2 separate regions of the Mus musculus genome follow, and region 1 is linked to region 2. Evidence: chromatin contacts called from public promoter capture Hi-C data. All regions are on one chromosome and are shown on one strand. Each heading gives the region's core, a stretch centred on a gene start, on an enhancer-like site or on the middle of the called end of the contact. The rest is flanking DNA. Distances are from core to core; before and after follow the strand shown.

What was found. Promoter capture Hi-C pulls out the DNA fragments that hold promoters and counts their contacts.
Region 1: a promoter capture Hi-C map of embryonic stem cells shows a contact between it and region 2, with 4 times the contacts expected there. The contact joins the enhancer-like site here to the promoter of 4930449E01Rik in region 2. A contact is called at or near these places in 6 of 39 promoter capture datasets (the 3T3-L1 cell line, embryonic stem cells, hippocampal neurons and 2 more) and 2 of 115 datasets of contacts at active chromatin or transcription factors (embryonic stem cells and fibro-adipogenic progenitors).

The regions. Positions count from the first base shown.
Region 1 is chr14:106,050,634-106,054,402 of GRCm38.p6, reverse strand. No RefSeq gene overlaps it. Among named protein-coding and RNA genes, the nearest start is that of Trim52, 54 kb to the left of the region's middle. Within about 2 kb of position 1,327, at least 31 of the 459 cell types and tissues checked have an H3K27ac peak or open chromatin away from gene starts, as enhancers often do. A contact at or near this core is called in fibro-adipogenic progenitors, where this site is marked.
Region 2 is chr14:105,497,279-105,501,101 of GRCm38.p6, reverse strand. It overlaps 4930449E01Rik (RIKEN cDNA 4930449E01 gene), which reads right to left and starts at 2,314. Exons shown (of 3, transcript NR_045921.1): 1 at 2,021-2,314.

The DNA of each region.
Region 1 (3,769 bases), core at 78-2,577, 550 kb before region 2:
TAGCACCAGGTCCATTGAGAGACCTCATTTCAAGGGAATGAGGATGGACTGAAAATGCTAGACGGGGACACCCTACGATATCCTCCTCTGGCCTTTGTAATATCAGATCCCCTTCCCAAGGCTCAGGAAAAATGACAGAGAGGGTACAAGCAGATTTTAAGACACAGAGGTCTGGAAGGACTGAGGTAAAACAGTATCTTCTGCATATAACCAAACTTGCTCTCATGACCTCACAGCACCTGTGGATGCCTGCAAGAGATTCACTAAGGATCAAGCCAGTCAACATTCTAGTATGGATTTGGAAAAGGTTTGTGAATCACTCCTAAATTAGAAGCTAAGGATGACAGCTTTTGGAGGAGGGAAAGTCAATTTTCTTTAAGGATATGGCTCCTGATAGGTTGACCATTTTCCAGTGGTTGGCCCCATATCCATAAATTCATGAACAACACAAATTGGTGATAGGGAATTATTAAATTAGAAAAAAAGAAAAAAGGGAACTTGAATTTGAGTGAAGAAGGGGCATTGAGTGTAGATCTCAGAGAAGTTAAAAGAAAGGATTTGTGGTGAACATGGTCAAAGCCTACTGGACAATAGTCTCAGAGAATCAATAAAAATAGTTTAAAAAGAAAAATAGGGCAAAAAGAAAAGAGGAGCAAAATATGCGAAATCGGGATGTATGAATCTGAAATTAGTAGGAAATCTAAAACAAAGAAAAATCAATGCATATAAATTAGAGAGGAGCAAAGTATAATAATAAAATAGATGAAGAGGGGAAGCTTCACTTCGACTGCTATCTGGTACCTATTCACTTCCCAAGAGACCCTGAGTAGGAAGAAAAGTATCCTCACATAGTCAGGAATGACAATACTCTAAACTTCAGCATGTTGACGAAGGTTCACTCATTTCCCACATTTGATATGACAGAATGGAACACAAAGCCTTAAAAAATGTAGAGATACAAACAGGAAGAGATATAAAGAAGTGAGTGATTGCTCATATAGGAGTTATGAAACTTTGACCGAACAGACATGGAAATATTTCCAAGACACATTTTTGCAGTGATTCAAATGTCAGGGTCATATGATGTAAGCTTTGGAAACAGTACACTGATTTATTTGGGGAAAAGAATCAGAAATGCAAGCTGTAATTTATAATAGCATTCTTAATGGAAGCCAAAAATAAATACCATTTACATATTATATTGGGAATAAAGTATCTGCTGCAGACAACAGCTTTTTGTGTTCAAAAAATACTGCAGTGTTAGAATGCACTACATAACCTAATGAACTCATTTGAAATCAGCACAAAGCAACACCCAAAACTCGGGGAAAAATGAATCATAGGGTGGCTGAAATAAGACAGCAGTGCAGATGCATTCTTGATCCTTTGACCACATAGATCTCTCAAAAAAAAAAAAAAAAACAGAGTCAGGGAGACAAACAGCAGCTTGCAAGACTGGCAGAATAAACAGCTACAGCCACTCCACTGATTTCTTCTCCAGGTGGCTCTCTTTGTTGTGTAGATTTATGTCCTCAGAATCAAAAGACGTGATGGGGACATGGAAGTAAGAGATTCTTTTGGAATGCATGGTAGTTTCCAGCAGCATTGTAATCTCTCCCTTAGTCAGAAATTATTTAAGGCTTCCACGTATTGGGCAAAAGAATAACAATTTCAAAATACTCTAGTGGGACTTTGATGGTCATATTACAAAGTGGGAAGCAGCAGCATACTTGAGAGCTGTCATTTTGATAAAGATACTGCAAATGGCGAAGAAAAAAGAAGTAGCAATGATTCATTTAAATGTTCTAATATTCCTGTATGTTAGTGACACAAAGTCAAGACAAGCCATATGAAAAACTTAGAAGAAGGGATGAGGGGTCCAAAACCAGATGAATTACCTCAAGTTTTTACAGTCTCAAAGAATGCATAGAACGCTGTTGACCATAAACAAAACTCCTCAAGGACTCTGTCTTCATTAGATTTTTACTGCTGTGAACAGACACCATGACAGGCAACTCTTATAAAGAACAACATTTCATTGGGGCTGGCTTACAGGTTCATAGATTCAGTCCATTATCATCAAGGTGGGAACATGGCAGCATCCAGGCAGGTATGGGGCAGGGAGAACTGAGAGTTCTACATCTTGTTCAGAAGATAGAAGACTGTCTTCTAGGCAGCTAGGAGGAGGGTCTCAAAGCCCACTCCCACAATGACAAACTTCCTCCAACAAAGCCACACCTACTCTAACAAGGCTATTCCTCCTAAAAATACTGCTCCCTGGTTCAAGCATATTCAAACCACCACAAAGACACTTTAGATTAAAGTTGAATATGAAGCTCAGCTGTACAATCTTTAATAATTGTGATAGCTTAAATATACTCATTGAATGCTCTAAGCTTCAATTTCCACATTAGGAAATGAGGATAATATGATCTTTCAGAGATTCAAGGATTTAATGTCACATTTTTTTCTGTGACAGTATAATTGTTTACATGGGTCTCATGTTTCTATCAACAGCTATGTCTTTAGATTCCCCCCACAAGCTAACATAACACAACCTTTATCACTTACCTGTCGTGTAGCCTTGAGCTCATTATTTACCTGCACTGTCAATTTTATCACTTATAAATATAAAATTTAAATAAGACACACCTCAAAGGGAGGAGTGTTGAAAGGATGCATGCATTCATATGAGTAACACATTGAAGGAAGAGAATATTTGGTAGGAATTAGAAAAACAGTAAATGTCAACTCAATTGTTAGCATTTTTCTCCTATGTTCTTCCATCTCCTTTATCTTCTTCATCTTCTTGTCACTGTGCTGATGACCATATTTCAGGCACTCTGTTAGGGAATATCTTGTTAGGGCATGGAAACCTTTTTGCTCGGTGTATCAATACCAAGTATACACACATTTACCAAATGCCAGTTCCCATGAACAGAATCCTTGGTTTGTAAAGGAAAAGAACTCAACCTGTGATGGTTTGTATATGCTCAGCCCAGGAATTGGCACTATGAGAAGGTGTGGCCCTGTTGGAGTAGGTGTGTCACTGTGGGTGTGGGCATTAAGACCCTCATTCTAGCTGCCTGGAAGCTAGTATCTACTAGCAGCCTTCAGATAAACATGTAAAAATGTCAGCTCCTCTTGCTTTATACCTATCTAGAAGCTGCCATGCTCCTGCCTTGATGATACTGGACTGTAACTCTGAGCCTGTAAGTCAGCCCCAATTAAATATCGTCCTTTATAAGACTTGACATGGTGATGCTGTCTGTTCATAGCAGTAAAACCCAAACAAAGTCACAACCCAAACTATCTTTAGTCAGAAGGAGATTCTTTTGGTAAGTCAAATGACCAGCCTAGTTACAAATCTGTGTGAACACACTCCGAGTTGATCAAGACATTTGTCTTCCCAAATTCCTACCCACACTTCATCTAGAGCATGGACTCCATCCTCTCTTTTGGCAAACAGCTTCCTCTGTGAGGCATAGATTAGCCACATGGAACTTTTAGATTTGTTGTTTATTTGTTTACTTGGCTTCTTTTGTTTCTTTTGTCTTCCGATGCCTTGCTACTCGGGGATGCAAAGATTAGTTTGCTGGTGGGTAAGAGATGTACGACAGTCTAGTGACTCTCACTCCAGTTGAGAGCTGGTGATGTAAATGATCCAAGAATAAGAAAATGAACCTGTTGGTCAAGCCAAGACTCAAGCATTGACCTTCAGTCTTATAAGCTAAATAAATATTATTTTATGCTATTTTATTATGATCAT
Region 2 (3,823 bases), core at 1,065-3,564:
GACTTCCTCTTAATCCTCTGAGTCACTTTGTTTCCGAGTTTCCATCTAGGCACCAAGGTTAGCCCGACTCATCAATCTCCCAGGAGGGTGTTCAGGCTGCTCGGCGGCTGTAAGGAGCCAAAGGCTTCCTTTCTGAAGGCCCCGCGGTGCCTTCACAAGAGGTTTAATGAGACACAAAACTCATGAACGTTTTAAGGCAGGGTTTGAAAACCCACACTTAAAAAATAAATAAATAAATAAATAAATAAATAAATAAATAAATAAAAAGCAAACGCTTGCCAAACGTGTTTGATTCTCTGAAATATAAAGTTCAATTTGAGACGCAGTAGCTCCCTAGTTGTTGATACATTAAAGGAACAATATATAGCTCAGAGCAAACCTATCAGGACGTAAAGGGCTACCGAGGTTCCAGATTTGGGATCAAAGAAAACACACAAATGATATTTACCTTAGGGTAAACGCAGTATTCTCTCCTCCATGCCATCATTATCAACAGAATTATAGGATGAATCGGAGCAAACTTTTCTTAAGGGTCAGATTTTTTTTTTTAACCCAGAAGAAAATTCTGAGCAAAAAAAATTTATTCAGACGTTTTAAAAGTGCTCAGAGGTTGTTTGTTTGTTTGTTTGTTTAAAAAATAAATAACTAAACAAAGTAAACCTCAGATCTTACCCTTGTCTGTAAAGTTGAGCACTCTATCTGGCATGCCATATCTCCACATCTTTTTATACATGGTCTGTATAGAGCTGCTTAAGTATGCATACGTGTGTGTGTGTGTGTTTGTGTGTGTGTGAGTGTGTATGTTTGTATGTGAGTGAGTGTGTGTGTGTGTGTGTGTGTTTGTGTGAGTGTGAGTGTGTATGTTTGTATGTGTGTGTGTGTGTGTGTGTGTGTGTGTGTGAGTGTGAGTGTGTATGTTTGTATGTGAGTGAGTGTGTGTGTGTGTGAATTTTTCCTATGCTATCATGTAATACACTCCCCGGTTGTATAGATTTAGGAATCACATTTTTCTTTCCCTCCTAGCCCACTATGATGAAGACACCTTGGAGTCTAGGGAAGAAAAGCCAGTGGGTCAGGAAAGCGTCTATCTGTCTTTCCGCCCTCATAGATAAAGCAGGAATTTTCTGGTGGTCTCTCTCTCAGCTTCTGATGTTCAGAAAGATAACTGTGTACACCCCCGTCGGAGAAGACGCTGACTTTTGTGTGGTTCCTTCTTGTGCCTGTCTTTCCCCTTCAGGGTTTAACTGAGTTTCCGACGGCCTGTCTCCGGCTGTGATAAATCAGGGGTTTCTTTTTCCCACTCTGGACTCCATTATGACATCACAGTAGCTATACAAACCCCAGAGTGAAGCAAACAAAAGAATTTTTTTAGTTCTCCTTCATTCAATAAGGCTCCATTTTCTGTCACACGACAACCTTTTGACCTGCATCCTAATGGCTCTGGTCACTCAAGGGCAGAAGTCCGGCCATAGGTTAAGTCTGTGCGCGTTTATGTTGAGGAGGGGTCTGTTTGTGCTCACTTCCTGTTGTCTGCTGGCACAATGCCATTGCTGTTCCGGAGCCATGAGATTCTGCTTCCTGAGTGAGCTCTTTCCCCTGAGATGTTAAAAGGAGGTTGCCTGTCTTGTCTCTGTCCCTTCAGTTAGCCAGGCCTTTTTGTCTTGGCTGCAGCTGAGCTGACAGTAGAGCCATCTTACCTTGAGAGGCTTGGGGGCGGGGCGGTGGGGGGCAAGTAATGCTGACTATTTCGTCGCGTTGCAACGGTTTCCCCGCTTTGCATTTCTTAACACCTGCTAGCCTGAACATTGCTTTAAAATGTACAGCTTCTGTTTGGTTCCTTTTTAAATGTTCAAAGCAAAAGCAGAACATAAACAATAGGCATATCAGGTAAACGCAGACTATTTGGGCAATAGTCGGATTTAAATACAGATCTGCAACTCCTCTCTCTCTCTCTCTCTCTCTCTCTCTCTCTCTCTCTCTCTCTCTCTCCCTCTCATTCTGTCTTCTCTGCCCACCTTACCTGCTCCTGCCTTCCTCCACACTCTCCCATTCTGCTTCAAGGAGAGGAGCAGACTGACCACTGCTAGAATGAATGCTACCAAGCTGACCAGTCGCAGAAAGTGTTGAGGCATGTGAACAACGATCCATCCATGCAACACACTCATTCAGCCAGCCAACCCAGCTGGCCTTCATCCCTTCCTCTTTCAGATGGGCCCAGGTTCTACAGGGTAAAGTCACTCAGCATTCCCAAAGCAGAAAGCAGTAGGTAGAGCAGATGAGTGAAGACCAGCCTGGAAAGGATATAGCATTCGTCATCCCGCACAGGAGAGACGTGGGGGATCTGTTCACACTCCATCTCCTGTCTTACCGGGGAGGGGGGGGGGAAGGGTCTCTGTACTACCTATGGTATGTGAGCAGGCACTGCACACTTAGGGGAGCGCTGCTCTCTGGAGTCCCATTGTCTTCAACTAATTCTTTAAAGGATAACGCAGAAAGGATATTTAACTTGGTACATTTCCAAAACCAGTGATTTACTCTCTCCACTAGTTTCCCAGTCTATGCCCTCAAGATGGGCATAGAATTTATCACTTGGCCTCTTCTTGGCTATGTAGACAGACAATATGGGATCCTCCCTTCCTTCTTTTCCTTTTTTCTTAAACCACAGTTCCAAATTATGCATATTCCTCTGTTGTGCAATCTCATGTTCCACTCCCCCCCCCTCCATATGCTATGACAGATCACTACAGCAGACCATTGTGAATGTCCCCCGAGGTGGGAAGGCTGCCTTCCTGAAGCAGATTAGTGATCATCCTGGAGTGGTTCCATGTTCCTTTTTCCAGGAGCCAAACCCGGATGCTTTTTTTTTTTAAAGATACTTTTAAAAAAAGAAATGCAGGCACGAATATAACTCGAGGAATGTTATACTTCCTGGTACCAGCTGTTCATCAAATTATGAGAAGAAACAGGAGGATTTATGATCCTTGAAATTTCATTTGAGCCCATGTTGTCACAGGGGTACTTCCTACCATATGCTCCATCCTTTTTGCAAGGTCCCAAGAAACCCCCCCCCCCCCCGAGAGCATGGAGTCCCGAGGGTTAATTTAATTTTATCTGTTTTCTTCCCATGGTAGTGAGAGAGAAGCTGCCATAGAATCCTCCCATTCCTCTTATTTTTTTTTTCTTCACATATAAGTGGTTCTCTCCTTAAAAATATAAGATTCTCCTTCTCAGCATGGTCTAGGATTTCTTAAATTTTCCTTCACGTGACTGCATAAATATAAGATTATGTCATTTTCATAAAAATGAACACAAATGGGCATAACCATATTAAACAAATTTTGTCATTCAAAGAATGACAAATATGTTTTCCTTCCCTTGTGATTCCTAACATATATATGGATATGTAAAATAATGTATGCATATGACATAAAAATAGAAGAGAAATAGCCTAGGAGAATAAGAGGAATAATAGAAAGGGGGGAGGGCAAAAGAGATAGGGAGGGCATAGGGGGCAAGGTGATCAAAGTATGCTTATATACTTGTATGAAAATAGCTTTATGTAACACATGACCACGTATCATGACTATACACAAGGAAAAAAGTTTTTATATATGCATATTTATGTATGTATATATAAATGCATACATATATCTATATACACACATACATATACATACACACACATACACACATACACACACACAATGCTGTGGCTAAAGAAATGACTCAGCAGTTAAGAGCACTGGTTGCATATCTAGGGCACCGGGGTTCAATTCTCAGGATCTCTCATGTGAGGTCTGACAGCCTCTTCTGGTCTCCAAGA